Linked DNA regions of Mus musculus: region 2 is linked to region 1. A link is a contact called in public promoter capture Hi-C data. All regions are on one chromosome and are shown on one strand. Each heading gives the region's core, a stretch centred on a gene start, on an enhancer-like site or on the middle of the called end of the contact. The rest is flanking DNA. Distances are from core to core; before and after follow the strand shown. Region 1 overlaps Cacna1d (calcium channel, voltage-dependent, L type, alpha 1D subunit). Region 2 has its middle 4.3 kb from the start of Prkcd.

Region 1 (7,379 bases), core at 1,713-4,212:
CAGAGGTGGAGACATGTAGGAGGGTCAGAAGAGCTGAGCATTAACAGGAGACCACAGCTGTGCTGCTGGGTAGGGGACAGATTGGTTGGCAGTTCTCAAACATTTCAATCCTAGGGACTTTCCTAGTCTTAAAGTTTATCAAGAGCCCTTATATATCAATATTTACTGTCTTATAACTCAAAGCTGATTAATTTTATAAACACAAGAATATGTAAGCACAAAGAGGCCAGGGGGTGGTGACAACCCTGTCATTCGGCCTTGGAAACCTTGCTGCACACTCAGAGAGTGAGAATATACAAGGCCAAGGACATCCACTCTTACACGACCCCCAGGGACCCCTGAAGGAGTCCCAGGATGCCTTGAGGTCCATGAACCACATCTTGAAACATCACTCTGGGGAGATGACCCAAAGTTCCCCCTTAAAGGCAGAAGATGTTGGAGCCTCATAGTTTCCATCTGTGCCCAGGAGGCTCCCATGTAGCTGGAGCACTCCTTGGTGGGCTGCTTCTGCTCCTCCTCAGCCTGTGCAGCCCACACACCTTCCTAATTGAGGCCAAGGGTCAGGTGGTGTGGACTTCACTGCCTGTGGTGACCTGGAAGAGCAATGGTTAGAGTCAGTGAGTGTTAGAAATGTGTTTGAATCTCTACCACCTCTGCATAGCACAGGTGAGAATCAGGGTGTGTGTGTAACGATTAGGAACCATTCATCACGCCTATGTTTGGGGGTGATGTAATGGTGAGAGTGAGGGTGTGTGCGGTGCTGCCGGAGCATTCGTCAAGTCCACGCAGTGGAGGTGATATAATTGCTTGCCTACGTTAGAAGGATAACCTTGAATGAATGTGTGCTTGAGACTTGGTTACCACCCTCTCCCTGCAGATTGGGAAAAACAAGGCTTCTAGCTGAGGTTTTAACTAGTTCTGGAATATAATGTAACCTATTACATATCGTCTTGGCTCATCCCTCCTCAGTATGTAGGCTCAAAATGACAGGAATATGATTCTGCCAAAGGAGCCTAAAATTTTGGAGTCTGAATTTTATATAATGCTGTCTGCATTTTTAGGAACTGTTCAAAAACGTCTCTGATTCTGATGTTAAACCAGGAATCAGAGTGGAATAAGATGGAAGGGTTGGTAGTGTGGCCCAGTGGTCCGTGCTTAGCATGCCTGAGGCCCTGGTTTAGTCCCCACCAAAATAATGTGGAACTGCAAGTGGCCTCTCTGTTCTTTGCAGTCATAGGTTGCTTAGATAGCGCTATTAAATAACCCCTTTAGCTTTCAGAATGTGGTGGCACATATGATTTGTACAGCCCAGCGCTGGCCCTCAGTAACTCATGGTCTGATGACTCGTCAAGGAGAGGAGGGCTCGCTGTACATGAGTAATGGAGTGTCATAGCCATGATTCTAACCCTTTATATCTAACACGAGAACTGTTCACAATGGATAACAAAGGCCACACCATGACATTTCTCCTGGAGGAAGGCAGTGGTAGAATAAGGGGTGTGCCCATGTGCAGAGGAGGCGGGGGACGGCACATAGACAAGCCTGTTCATTCTTTCAGGATTTAATCTCCCATCTTCTAACAGCTAGTCTAAAACTGTTCTTTGTAATTGAGTGTGGGCCAAGTCCTGCCCCTCCCCCCTAAAATTAACCAGAACTTGTCAATAGTGAGGTGACTGCATAGAGCCAGCTTTGGTTAAATGAGGCGTGTCTGGGTTGAGGAGCAGGCTGTGCCACGGTAACGTTCTTTGGCAGGAGTCTGAAGCCCTGGCACCCACTCCGTGAAGATGGAGGGTCTCTCCCAGGGCCGCCTGGAGACTTGCCTCTCTGTCCTCCACTGCTACAGCGTAGGTCTGGGGTGGGTCTCTGGGTGTTTGTGTATGCATGCTGTGGAGTGAGAGTTGGCAGATGGCTGGCCTGACACAGGGAGCTAGTCTGGGGAAGCAGGCAGCAAATGCTTTTCAAATGCATCCAGACAGACAGCACCCCACCCTGAGGGTGAGCCAGGAAGGGAAATGGGCATTTCTGCTCCACAGCAGAGCGTCACTTTATGCTGTTGCTTCAGAGATGTTGAGAGAGAATATATTTTTGGTGACTTAATCATTAAGTAGAGTAAATATCTATAAAATTCCAATTAAATGGTGTCTAAAACTTAAAGGAGCAGTCTACAGGCAAAATGCCAACATTTCTTTTTTTAAACAAATATTTATGATAACAGCTAGCATTTTAAAGTCAACCAGAAACTAGGCTTAATCCTGTTTAATATTTTGTAAGATTGGACATCTTAAAACAAGTCAATAATGTTTATATTTTATAGCAATTCTGTGTTTATTCAAAACTATAACTCTACTGTGATGTTAATGGAATGACTTTATATGGCTATGTGTGGATTAAGTGCTAATGACCACATTTCAAATTAAAACAATATTTTTGCTGATAGAGATAGATATATAAAATATGAAAGACTAGAAAATTTTACTGACTGTAATGTTTTCTTCAAGAAAAATACTTTTTTTTTTTAGTGTTGTAAGTAATTTCTCTGAGGGTTTAAGATAGTTGTCTGTATTCTGGAACACTGGATTCTGTGCCTCTGGGGGTTTGGAACAGCCTAAGCTACCTTTTAGCTTGATATGTGTGCTAGAATAATTTTCATTCTCGTGTTTTGTGATATGTAATAAATTCAGGGTGCTGTGCTTATGCTCCATTTCAATTCTAGCTGGGAACCTGTGTGTCGGTCCCCTGCCCCCAGGTCCCACGCAAGAGAGCGAGTCAGCCCCACTCTTACCAGGTGCGCTTTGCGAACTAGGATCATGAGTTCAAAACCCTCTGCTTTCACATCTGGGAAGAGTGTTGCCTTCTCTCCTCCTGTCTCTTTAATAAATATGTTGTCATTATCTGTTTGGGGAAGTGGTACCCCAAGCCACCTGTCAACCCTCTCCATGATTTATGTTGCAAACGAACCTTCTGTCCTGTCTGTTTACTCCCCATTCCTGTCAACGAAATCCTAATCTCGTGTAACTCTGAAGGTGTGCTGGAGACAGTTTCTGTTTTCATTATGCAACTGTTACATGTGTATTTCAGTGAAATGTCAACTCATCAACGAAGGATGATGTTAAAAATTATCCAAATAAATAGTTTTCTATTTCTTTTAATGATACCTAGTCCAGTCAGTTAAATGAGAGCAAGACTGTTATTTAAACTGGCAAATGTTCCTGGCCCTATGTCTTGAGAATCCATCTGCGTTGATGTGCACAGTGTACCTGGGAGTGTCAAAGAGAATGAATATAACCCATGTTTATTTTATGGAAACAGAAGCAGGGGTTTCAAGCATTGTGTCTTATCCGAATCTCAAATACGTAATAGACCTCTCTCGAAAAGTCAGACAAGGGACTCTCACCACTCTTCTTGTGTCTTGAGAATTGCACTCTAGAGACTGAATGAGTGGGTATGTATGGCCGTACTCCACATGCCCGCAGCTGAACTGAGTAAGACCTTCTACCAACACACCCCTGGAGCTGCCTTCATGGTATTTCTGAGGAATAGAGGTGGGCCTGTTGCAGACCTAGAAAATGTGCTGGACATAAGAATCTGAGAGAGAGAGAGAGAGAGAGAGAGAGAGAGAGAGAGAGAGAGAGAGAGAGAGAGAGAGAGAGAGAGAGAACAAACTTCCAAAAACACGAGTGTATTTGTGGTTAGAAGGGCAGCAGGAAGTAGCTTTTTTTGGCACGCCATGAACTGTTTGGGACCCTGGGATATGCTGGGATATGCCTCTTTCCCTTCCTGTACATTGATATGTATGCTAGAAGACTGTCTTTACCACCTTCTGTGGTTACATAATAAGTGTGGGGTACCATGCTTAAGCTTCATGCCATTTTTAGTTGGGAATGTGTGTTTGTCCCCTCTCCCAGGAACTAAGGTTCCTTTGCCTAACATTCCTAGGTAAGACCCATAAAGCTTCGATTCCCTAGCTTGACCTTTGTCCCTACAATTCATGAAACAGAAGGACCTGCTGGTGTCCAATCACAGAAGGGTTCGGAACAAACCAGCCTTTTTGCAGAACCACCTAATGAACCAGATGTTCTTGCGGATGCAGCTGTTGTTATAAAGGGCCGCTTGAGAAGTCTCTGGACAACCTTACATTTTGAATTAACCTTTGTCACCACCGATGTTTGCAGATGACCAGCTTTGAGTATTTTGACACCAGGGGTTCTAGCTCGGCTTAGCCCCACTCTGCTCACCTCCTCTCTCCTTCCCTCCCCTCTTCCCTTGCTCCCTCCCTTTCCCTTTTCCAAGCATCTGTCCCACCACAGTGTCTCAGGTGTGAGCACTGCTCTTTATCTCAGTCCTTCTCAAAGCTACTCAACTTCTGTGTGGCGCTGAGAAGAAAGGCCAGGAAAGTGCTCTCTGCCCAGGGACCCAGCCCTCCACGACTGTCTTCTGTAAACGGCCCTGAGGTTGGAGCACAAGCTGCTTGTCCAGGCAGTGTCTTTGGCTCCCTGCTAGCTTGTAGGGGTTACTATTTGCTGCCTGCATACCGGAGGTAGAACCTAAGACCCCAGAGCGACTGTGGAGAAGGATGAAACCCCTGTTAGTCTGAAGTCAGCATCTTGACCTTCTTCAAATTAATGCTGAAAACTCAATTTTCTCAGAGCTTGTGACTCCCTTTACCCTGTTTACAGGCCGTTCACATGGTTTCCCCGACAGAGGTGTGGATGATGCAGACTTTCCCAGGCCCATCATGACTGACCCCTTGGGCTAAGGAAGGCCAGCAGAGAGGGTCTATGGGGAAGTCCAGAGAGCTGTCACCCGTGGGTCTTGTACTGCCTGTAGATGGTAGCAAGACCTCATCAGTCTGTGTGGTTTCAGAATCCCGCCCCCTCTGCTAGCAGGTCCTCAGTGTGTATGGGATATATAGGCCAAGGACCCCCCCCCCCCCAAGGGCTGGAGTGGCTCCACTGCACAGCAGCCTCAGCCTGTGTGACTGTTGATCTGTTTCCTTGTGACCTGAGTGTGCTGGTGACTGCAATGTATGATGTCACCCACCTGTTCCATGCTTTCCAGTGAGTCAGCGGCCCCAATGGCTGCTCGTTTCTCTGCTCCTAAGCCAGCTCATCCTCCATGCAGCCAGGCAGTTCTCGTCCCCTCGTTCTTTTTAGGAACAACTAGCTGATATTCCTTGCCCTGTTTGGGACTCAGGATATGCTTCTCTGCAAGCAGCCTTCCTGAAGAGCTAGTCAGGGGCATACACTGTTAGCTGTGACCATTCCTAGTGCTGATAGCCAGGTCATATGCTGTTGAGTGGGGCATTTCTAGGGGAAGTTACTTGATCACAAGCCTTAATGGGCCCAACGTAGCTCCACTGGGACCTACTGACACCCCATCCCTAACGGCCTAGGTCACAGTTACAGTTAGTCAGTACTTCCTTGGATTGGCCTTTGGAGAAAGCTTCCCCTCCTACTGCTCCATCAGGCTGGACCAGGCCTCCTCGATATCTAACCTGTTCTGCCATTTTCATTGACCTAGGCGGGATTAAGGACCCTGCATGACATTGGGCCAGAAATCCGACGGGCTATATCCTGTGACTTGCAAGATGACGAGCCAGAAGACTCCAAACCAGAAGAAGAAGATGTATTCAAAGTAATTATTCCACGCCTAGCGCCTCACTGGCCACATGGAGATAGTGGGGCGGGTGGGGCTTTGGTTAGGGTGGTTCTGATCCGCAGAGGAGTGTGGACAATACAAACCAGGGGCAGGGGCTAGAGAGGCTTGCACATCCTGCCCCACTCCACCCTGGGACCTCTCTGTTCACCAGTACCTCTTGTGGGCCAGACCAGCCTCTTTCCTGAGCTTTCCCCGGTCCCCAGCTGTCAGCTTCTCAGCTCAGCCACAGCCCACTGACCACAGAGTCCAGGAACATTCTGGGTCTTTCTAGCAGCTGTCCACGCTGCCTTCCTTCTGCTCCAGCAGTTCTTTGATCTGCCAGCCAGCCCTCAGCCTCCCAGCTCAGAGAAAATGTCAAGTACCCTACCTTGGGGCTACCCACCAAGCCAGCTGGGCTTAAGTCACCTCATCTTGGAGCGCCTGGAAGAACATACCCAAGGGGCAGCAGAGAGCTTGCGCCCCAGCTCAGGACTTGGTAACCTTCCTCATTTCAGGTGGGCCCACTGCCACACGAGTCTGTCCACCTGACCACTGAAAGAGAGGCTCAGGTTGTCTCTCAGGGATCCTCTGGAGCGTGCCCTAGAGTTTGTGTTTCATGTAGAGAAAAAAAAAAATGACCTAACGTAGCTAAGCCTGCATCAAATAGTTGTTAAATTACCTGGTGTTGTCTCCCATTATTTTGCAGAGAAATGGTGCCCTGCTTGGAAACCATGTCAATCATGTTAATAGTGATAGGAGAGATTCCCTTCAGCAGACCAATACCACCCACCGTCCCCTGCATGTCCAAAGGCCTTCAATGCCACCTGCAAGTGATACTGAGAAACCGCTGTTTCCTCCAGCAGGAAATTCGGGGTGTCATAACCATCATAACCATAATTCCATAGGGAAGCAAGCTCCCACCTCAACAAATGCCAATCTCAATAATGCCAATATGTCCAAAGCTGCCCACGGAAAGCCGCCCAGCATTGGGAACCTTGAGCATGTGTCTGAAAATGGGCATTACTCCTGCAAGCATGATCGAGAGCTTCAAAGAAGGTCCAGTATTAAAAGGTAACCTTGGAAAGGGTGATGCTGTTGTCTGCCCTTGTCACACCCGCTCCGCAGGGCCAGTCTTCTGCCCTGTGCTCTGGCCCATGGTAACTCCCTGGAGACATTTGTATTTGAACTTGAGAGCCACTTGCCTCTTGGCCTCTCTGTATGTAGCCCGTGTGAGGGACCTACCACATAAGGGGTCACCCACTACCCACCTTCTGCATGGGGTGTTCTCTTAAAACAACAGCAGCCACAAAATCCACCTCCCTCAGTTATGGTAACATTCTTTGGGACAGGGGTTGGTGAATGTCTTCTGTAAAGGGCCAGTATTTTAGTTTTGGGGACCATTCAGTCTCTCTTGCAAAACTCCCCAGGTTTGCCATGGCAGGGTGAACATAGCCAGGGAGCATTCTTTTTTTAATTTATTTATTTTTATTTTTTATTAATTAGGTATTTTCTTCATTTACATTTCCAATGCTACCCCATAAGTCCCCCAAGCCCCCCCCACTGACCTCCCACCCACCCACTCCCACTTTTTGGCCCTGGCTTTCCCCTGTACTAAAGCATATAAAGTTTGCAAGACCAATGGGCCTCTCTTTTCACTGATGGCCAACTAGGCCATCTTCTGATACATATGCAGCTAGAGACACGAGCTCCGGGGGGTACTGGTTAGTTCATATTGTTGTTCC
Region 2 (7,379 bases), core at 1,694-4,193, 580 kb before region 1:
TGAGCTGGGAGGAAAGGCTACACACAGCTTGGGCTCAACTGTGTCTGAACCCAGCAGGTCTTTGGTCTGATAGCTGGGAAGTGTGGCCTTTACAGCCTTGTCAGCTGAACAACCGGCTCTAATTATTCACTAGCTACTGCTCCTCTAATATCCACCCAGCCTCCTCCTCTAGGCTACCTAGGATTTGTGGCTCGTGGGATGCATCCCCAGACTTTCTGGGCATTTCCCTCTCCTCCCACCATGTCTTCCTGTGTTCACACTTTCTCAGTTAACCTGGGATTGAGTAGCAGCGACAGGCTGAGGCTTGGCAGCTGGTCAGGGATGTTGACAGGGACATAAGTAGAAGGCCTTGGACTGTGCCGAGGGATGGACAAACGGACATTTTCCCTTCTTTAACCCAGAGGAAGTCTCTAAGCCAATGCCCAGTTAAACCCAGAGAAGGCTTAGCCAAGTGTTATATCACAGGCAAAGCCCAGATATGAGGCATTGCGCGGTCTGTGTAGTCATCTTCCTGGAGTTTGGAGGCTGACAGGGGAGGAAGGAGAGACTAGGTCACATGGCTGATGGCTGGTCAGAACTTTGGACCTCTTTATAGGGGGTTCAGGATCAGCCTCAGGACCAAGAAGTGAGCCCTGAAAGCTTTTTAAGACGACCACATAGCTGTCATGAAGGTGACAAATTGTCAGGGTCAAGGAAGGCTGTGTCTTGCATAGAGGGAACCACAAAATGGCCACAGGGCAGGGTGGTAGAATCAAGGAATGAATGAATGGAGAAGTCAGGTTGGGGATACTGAAGTATGAGGGTGGTAAAGATTTGTATAAGCTTCCATAGTGAGTGCAGGCTGGCTCGGGTGGGGCCCGTTGTGCTGGTTGAGGTTGAGAATAGGGGCTAGGGCAAACAACTGATCAATGCAGGCCTATTGCTATCTGGCCAGGGCCTGGGAACTCTTGCCACGGCTGCCATCTGGATTGGAGAAGGCTTCAGACTACAGGAAGACATGTCATTCTGTATTACTCTACCAGGCACAGAGAGAGAGAGAGACACACACACACAGGCATACACAGAGACACACACACAGAGACACAGATACACAGAGACACACACAGATACATACACACAGAGACAGACATACAGACAGAGACACACACACATGCACACACACTCACAGGCACAGACACACACACACACAAATGTGTGGCACACTCACGGGGATCGTGATTGACACTGGCCTTCTTGAATGTCTGGGGAAGGGAAAAACATTCCTGGGGCTTCTGGAGTGCTCTAGTGTCTGGTATGGATGGTGTGGAATGGAAGGGTTTGAGACACAAGAGGAAAGGAGGGTGCTCCCGCCATCTCTCTTCCTACAAGCCCTCCCATACACAGACCCCTGCTGGCCCCTCAGTACACAGGCATGAATTCACTCCTAGGTAGCCCCTAGAGGCCAGCACAGACCCCCCCCCCCACCCCCATGCCTCTACGTTCTCTCAACTTCTGGCCTCAAACAGCACCCCTCCCCCACCCTGGCCAGAAGCAGTCCACACCCTGGGAAACATCCTCCCACTCCACCAAGCCAGCAGGGTTGCTCTGGGAACTGGAGGGAGCTAGGACAGACCTTAGTCAGCATGAACTTCCCAAGCATCTAGGTTATAAAACCTGAGGACAAATTTAAAAGACTAACTCTCCCCCCCCCCCCCCCCAGAGCTCTCAACTGGGTCCCAGATCTCTTCTGCACCTGGAAACTCCAGTGGTCCAGGGCCTGGTACCTGTGACTGGGGTTCCATTTCCAAAGCCAACCTTGAGGAAGCCTGGTATGGTGGGGTGTCAGGGGTGTCGGAAACCAACCGAGTCTCTAGCCTACATGTGGCCTACTTGAGAGCTTAGATTCTGTACTCCAGCCCTTGACCCAAATTCTACCCCATATCCAAAAATTATACCCTTCTTCCATTTGCCCTGCGGTCATAGATCCTGAGGTGCTGGCCTGGGTATTGACTGTGGTTTTTTGTTTGTTTGTTTTGTTTTGTTTTATTTTGTTTACCTTAAGGGCTTACAATGCCTCCTGTCCAAGCCTGTTCAGCAGCCTGGCTGCCTGCCTAGCCACTGTGGCCAAGATGGCCACAGTCTGTGCCCACAAAAGGCTGTGGGCAGAAGCTGGGCCCAGACCTATGAAGGTGGTGGGTTGAGGCTGGGTGGGCAGCAGCTGGAGGATGGGACTCATTTTGCACTGTGGAGGCTCCTCCCTGCCGACCGACTGCAAGTTGCTAGGATTGGCAGATGGGGAGGTGTGGGACAGAAGGAGGGATAGGCCTAGCTGCCTAGTTCTAGTGCTGGACATGGGACTGGGCTCTCTGTTAAGTTAGTCTCAAGGCAGCCCCAGGGGGTGTAGCTCTTACAGCTGAGGAAAATGAGGCTGGAAGAGGGCTGGCACTTGCTCCAGGTTACATAGCCAGCCACTGAGGTGGCTACAGAATGGTTTTTTTCTTGCCTGGGGCCTCTGCCCAGGGGCTATGCTTTAGGAGAGGCCCTGGGCAGGCTGTAGTGCAGGTGGGCACATGAGAAGCAAAGACTTTCTGCAGAAGAGCCATTTGTGGGGTGGGGAGTGTTGTGGGGAGTGGGGTGGGGATGGGGTTTGTTGACTACTAAGAGCTGGATGGAAGCCATTCCAGGGGCAAAGCACAAACTGAGCTGAGACTAGGGAGTGGAGAGCGAGAGCAGGGTCTTGGTAAAAGTAACCCAGGGCCTCTCAGATCTCTGGAGGACTTGACTTGCTGGGTTGGGCTCTGCTGGTCCAACTGGCCCAACCACTTCTCTTGGGCACTACCCATTGCCACTGCGCAGAGCCCTGCCAGGGGATGCCAGGCAAAATCTGTCAGAAGTCCCAGCTCAACTTCCCAGTCTCAAGGGTAAAGAGGTCCCGAGCTCCAGGCTGCTCTATTCTGTGTGGAGGAGTAAAGGGCAGCCACTTCCTTCTGAGGAGAGGAGTGGGCAGATCAGACTGTGGAGATCTGTGCAGTTACAAAACACTTCTGCTTTCTTCTGTAAGTGGGGCTGTTTCCTTTACTTTAAAGGACTCAAAACGGCCAACAGATCTTTATGTCTTTTAGGTTTCTAGGGCTCTCCCTACCCATCTGCCACCTCCAGCTTTGGGTCCTCACCAGCAAGGCAATGCCAGGACAGGTGTCAGTGTCTTGGCAGCCTCTAGGCGGTTACATGACCCAGGAATAGAGCTGGGTCTTTTATAGTCAGGTCAGAATCACTTGGAGGCCTGGCACCTCCCACTCCCTGCTGGGAAATTCTTCCCTAGGGCAGGCAAGGCTGCAAGCTGTCCACACTAGTGCACAATGACAGTGGCACTAGGGGACTGTCTGCAAGAGTGGTTGTGGTGGTACAGTAGAGGTTGGATGTGGAAGGGTGAAAGGTGGGGGAGGGGGAAGAGGTAAGGGAATGCTGTTGCCACTGAGGGCTTATGTGGCTTGGGTCCCTGGAGTACCTGTCTATAGCCCTCGGCACCTCCAAGAACCTTGTTTTGTCTCAGGGCCACTTCAATCCCTTTCCTCAGTTTCCAGTAGAAGTTTCAATGAACCGCTGTCTGCAGAGGAACAGAGGCATCCACAGGAGAGCAAGTGAGGAGTTGGTGAGGCCATCCCTGCCTCCCTCTCCCAGCCGTCACCCTATGTGGATAGACACACTAGTCTGAGCCTCAGCAGAGGCACATGGAGTTGTTCTGGACTTTTCCTTCATGCCTCTAGCTGTCACTGCTAACCAGCCTCAGCTCCACTGCCCCTCCTTGCCATTCCCGGGTTCCAGTGAGGACCTGGGACAGAGGAAACCCCCCCCCCCCCAGGAGACAGCCTGGCCAGAACTGTGCTAAGAGGTTAATGCTGGGCTGGGACAGTCCAGGGCTGTGCCCATGAGAGAGCCACAGGAATGCCCTATGCCCTGATGTCCTTAAGAACTGCTGCCCATTTCTCTCCAGGAATTCCTTAAGTTTCACTAAACAAACGGAGGTTAAGAGGAATCTCAGAGAGGATTAGCCCAGCCTTGCTGACTTTGTGTTAACTGGTGGAACCTACCCTGCTTGAGCTGGCTCCTCTGGTCTCAGAAACTCCATCTCAACCACAAGATGTCGTTATTAGCATCTTCACTCCACAGAGGAGGGAGCCTACACATAGTCAGATCACAGGTCCAGGGCAGAATGGGACAATAACCTAGCCCTTTCAGTATCTCCCTGCCACGTGGTACTACCCTTAAAATCTCCAGAGCCTGACTTTACTTGCCACCTGGTGCCAGGGGCTGAAACCTCTGTGGCAGCCTTCATGACCTGACCTGTAGGCATGCCCCAAGTGCCCTTTCCCACCTCACTGCCCCCAACGAAACCCTGCCAGGCTCAAATATATTACTCCTGCTGCCTGTATTTCCTGTCCCAGAATCGTGAGTCTATTCTCTCTTCACCAGAACAGGGCTCCTCTGGGTGGGGAGGAGATGGCTGCCCTGACAGTTAGAGCTTCAGGGCTAGAACAGTAAGTAGTGAGACAGACAGAAACACAAACAGCACAAGAACTGACCGCTGGCAGAGAGCAAATGGGAGAGCCCGTCCTGTCTTCAGCGGGCAGGCGGGCCTCAGGAACAATGGGTGGTCTTTTCAGGCTATCTGATTAGATCTCAGACTTCTCCTTCAGAGGTCTCAGGACCCTGTTTTGCTCACGGCTTTGGATAATACCAGAGTGATAGAAGTCTTCGCGCTCTCCTCTGGACAATTCCTCCAGAAACTCACAGAGGACCAGCCCAGAGTGGTTGCTGCTCGGTTCCACCCACATCTTGTGCTAGGCTTTATGCTAACCTGGAGGAGGAGAGGAGGAGAAAGAGAAGAGGGGGATCACTTCTGTGTGGATGCTCAGCCTTGCTAGAGGATCAATACCCTGTGTTGAGGACTATCCCGTGCCCTTTCAAAGCTGAGAGCCTGTGACTTAGCATAATGACCATTCCTGTAATCCTAAACATACAAACATACAGACCACGTCCTTAGCAGAGGTCCACCTTGGATCAAACTCTGTGTTCTCTCTCTCTCTCTCTCTCTCTTGCTCTCGCTCTCTCCTTCCCCTGTGTCTGTCTGTCTGTCTGTCTGTGTTTGTCTGTGTTTCTCTTTCCTTGTGCAGCCACTTTTACAGGTGAGGACTTAAGCTGGAAAGGGCGTGGTCACAATGATACAGTCAGGGTCATAGAGTCAGCACATGATACAGCCAGTTTCCTTTGAGGCCTCGATAGGCCCTTATGAGGTTAGTTAGGGACAGCTCAGGCCTACCCAGTGCCTACCCAGTGCTGTACCCAGCTCCATAATGAGTGGTCCTAACCAACCTGGGCCTGAAGTCCCTGACCTCTACCCAAGCCTGTCTTCTCTGAGTTCCTTGGGCCAGGCCAGTCTCTGGAGAGAAGCCCACCACGCACTGCTCTTGTGCCTTTGCCAGAACATGGCCATCTTAGCTACTCTACATTTCCTTATATCACAGTTCCCCTTGCTAGTCACCAAAGTTGGGTTTGAAGATCATATGCAGGACACATATCTAGCACCTAAGACAAGGCCCAGTACTGGGTAGACCCCATCCCCAACCACCCAGTCTTCTTCATCTCCTTTTCCCAAGGCAGAAGGCAGCATGTGGGAAGAAAGGTTTAGTGGCTGAATCTAGAGCTCCCCAATGGCTGGCTCTCCCGCTGTGGTCCCTGGCACAGGGTAGGTCCTTTGTTGATGTTGAGGGAGAGGCTAGGTTGGCTGCTGCGGATCTGGAGGAGGAGCCAGATAGGGTGAAACCCAACTCCAGGTGGGCAAAGGTCACTTGAGCTCACCCCCGCACACCCTTTCCTTCAGCTCAAGAGTTTAGCTTTCCCAAGTAAGCTAAAGAATAGGGTCCCGGGGGCTGGTGAGATGGTTCAGCTGTTAAGAGTGCCGACTGCTCTTCCTAAGGTCCTGAGTTCAAATCCCAGCAACCACATGGTGGCTGACAACCATCTGTAATAAGATCTGACGCCCTCTTCTGGAGTGTCTGAAGACAGCTACAGTGTACTTACATATAATAAATAAATAAATATTAAAAAAAAAAAAAAAAGAATAGGGTCCCAAGCCAGGCGTGGTGGTGCACACCTTTAATCCCAGCATTCGGGAGGCAGAGGCAGGCAGATTTCTGAGTTTGAGGCCAGCCTGATCTACAGAGTGGGTTCCAGGACAGCCAGGGCTACACAGAGAAACCCTGTCTCAAAAAAACAAAACAAAACAACAACAACAAAAAGAATAGGGTCCCTTAGCTGATGGAAAGGGCATAGATGGGAAGAGCATCAGGGAGTCACAGATGGGAAGAGACACAGCAGAGACAGGTAGAGGAATGTTAATAGGAAATGACCCAGGAAACAGCATGCTTACAAGCCTGATGTGAGGCAGAAGGTTCCAGAAGGAATCCAATTTGCCCAGTCAACTTTGTGGGAAGAATCCACTGTCATGGGGTGGGGACAGTTATCAGGACTGGGGACTTAAATACTAATTTTCAAACTGGGTCCTCTTTCTTTCAGGGTAGAGGGAAGCAGCAGCCTTCCTCTTTCTACAGAAGGGACGAGTCATTGTGGTTTCCTCTCTCTAGCTCAATCCCCAATGTACATTTAAAATAAGGTTTGGAGCCCCACATCTCTGCCAGGGTCCCCCATCCCTGGAAGTTTCAAGCCTCCACGGGTGGGGCAGCACTTCTCTTTTTATTTTTTTTATTTTTTTATTTATTATATGTAAGTACACTGTAGCTGTCCTCAGACACTCCAGAAGAGGGAGTCAGATCTCGTTAAGGATGGTTGTGAGCCACCATGTGGTTGCTGGGATTTGAACTCCTGACCTTCGGAAGAGCAGTCGGGTGCTCTTACCCACTGAGCCATCTCACCAGCCCCTGCAGCAGCACTTCTCTTGATCTCAGTCGGCAAAGAGCTGTCTAGACTTCTATTCCTTCTAGGTAGTTTTCCAGAAGGAACTTAGGTATCTTGGGCTATTAGAACCCTCTTGTATCCTCCCAGGAAGAGTTCTCGTTTGTTTGGTTTTGTTGAGACAAGGTCTCTCATGAACAGGCTGGCGTCCACACTCTATTCTCCTGCTTTCTCCCCCTGAGCACTGGAGTATTATTCTGAGCCTCCATCTGTGGTTTACTCTGTGGTGGGGGTCAAACACAGCGCTCTCTGCGTGCTAGAAAAAACGATCATCTGCCCAGCCCAGGAAGTCATTTCTTTGGGTAAGTATAATGTAACAGCTTAGTGTTCTGGGCTTTGGGGACAGAAAAATGGAGTCCCTGGCTCCCATTTGGTGCTCAGACTTTGGGCCCAGGGGACCCTTAATGAGTGAATGAGTTACAGCTGAC

The links. Promoter capture Hi-C pulls out the DNA fragments that hold promoters and counts their contacts.
Region 2: a contact with region 1 is called in a promoter capture Hi-C map of the HPC-7 cell line, with 3 times the contacts expected there. The contact joins two enhancer-like sites. A contact is called at or near these places in 3 of 39 promoter capture datasets (the HPC-7 cell line, hippocampal neurons and liver).

The regions. Positions count from the first base shown.
Region 1 is chr14:30,050,699-30,058,077 of GRCm38.p6, reverse strand. Cacna1d (calcium channel, voltage-dependent, L type, alpha 1D subunit) reads left to right here. Exons shown (of 47, transcript NM_001083616.2): 40 at 5,521-5,634; 41 at 6,344-6,708. Among named protein-coding and RNA genes, the nearest start is that of Gm52106, 19 kb to the left of the region's middle. Within about 2 kb of position 2,962, at least 33 of the 459 cell types and tissues checked have an H3K27ac peak or open chromatin away from gene starts, as enhancers often do. A contact at or near this core is called in the HPC-7 cell line, where this site is marked.
Region 2 is chr14:30,626,830-30,634,208 of GRCm38.p6, reverse strand. No RefSeq gene overlaps it. Among named protein-coding and RNA genes, the nearest start is that of Prkcd, 4.3 kb to the right of the region's middle. Within about 2 kb of position 2,943, at least 111 of the 459 cell types and tissues checked have an H3K27ac peak or open chromatin away from gene starts, as enhancers often do. A contact at or near this core is called in the HPC-7 cell line, where this site is marked.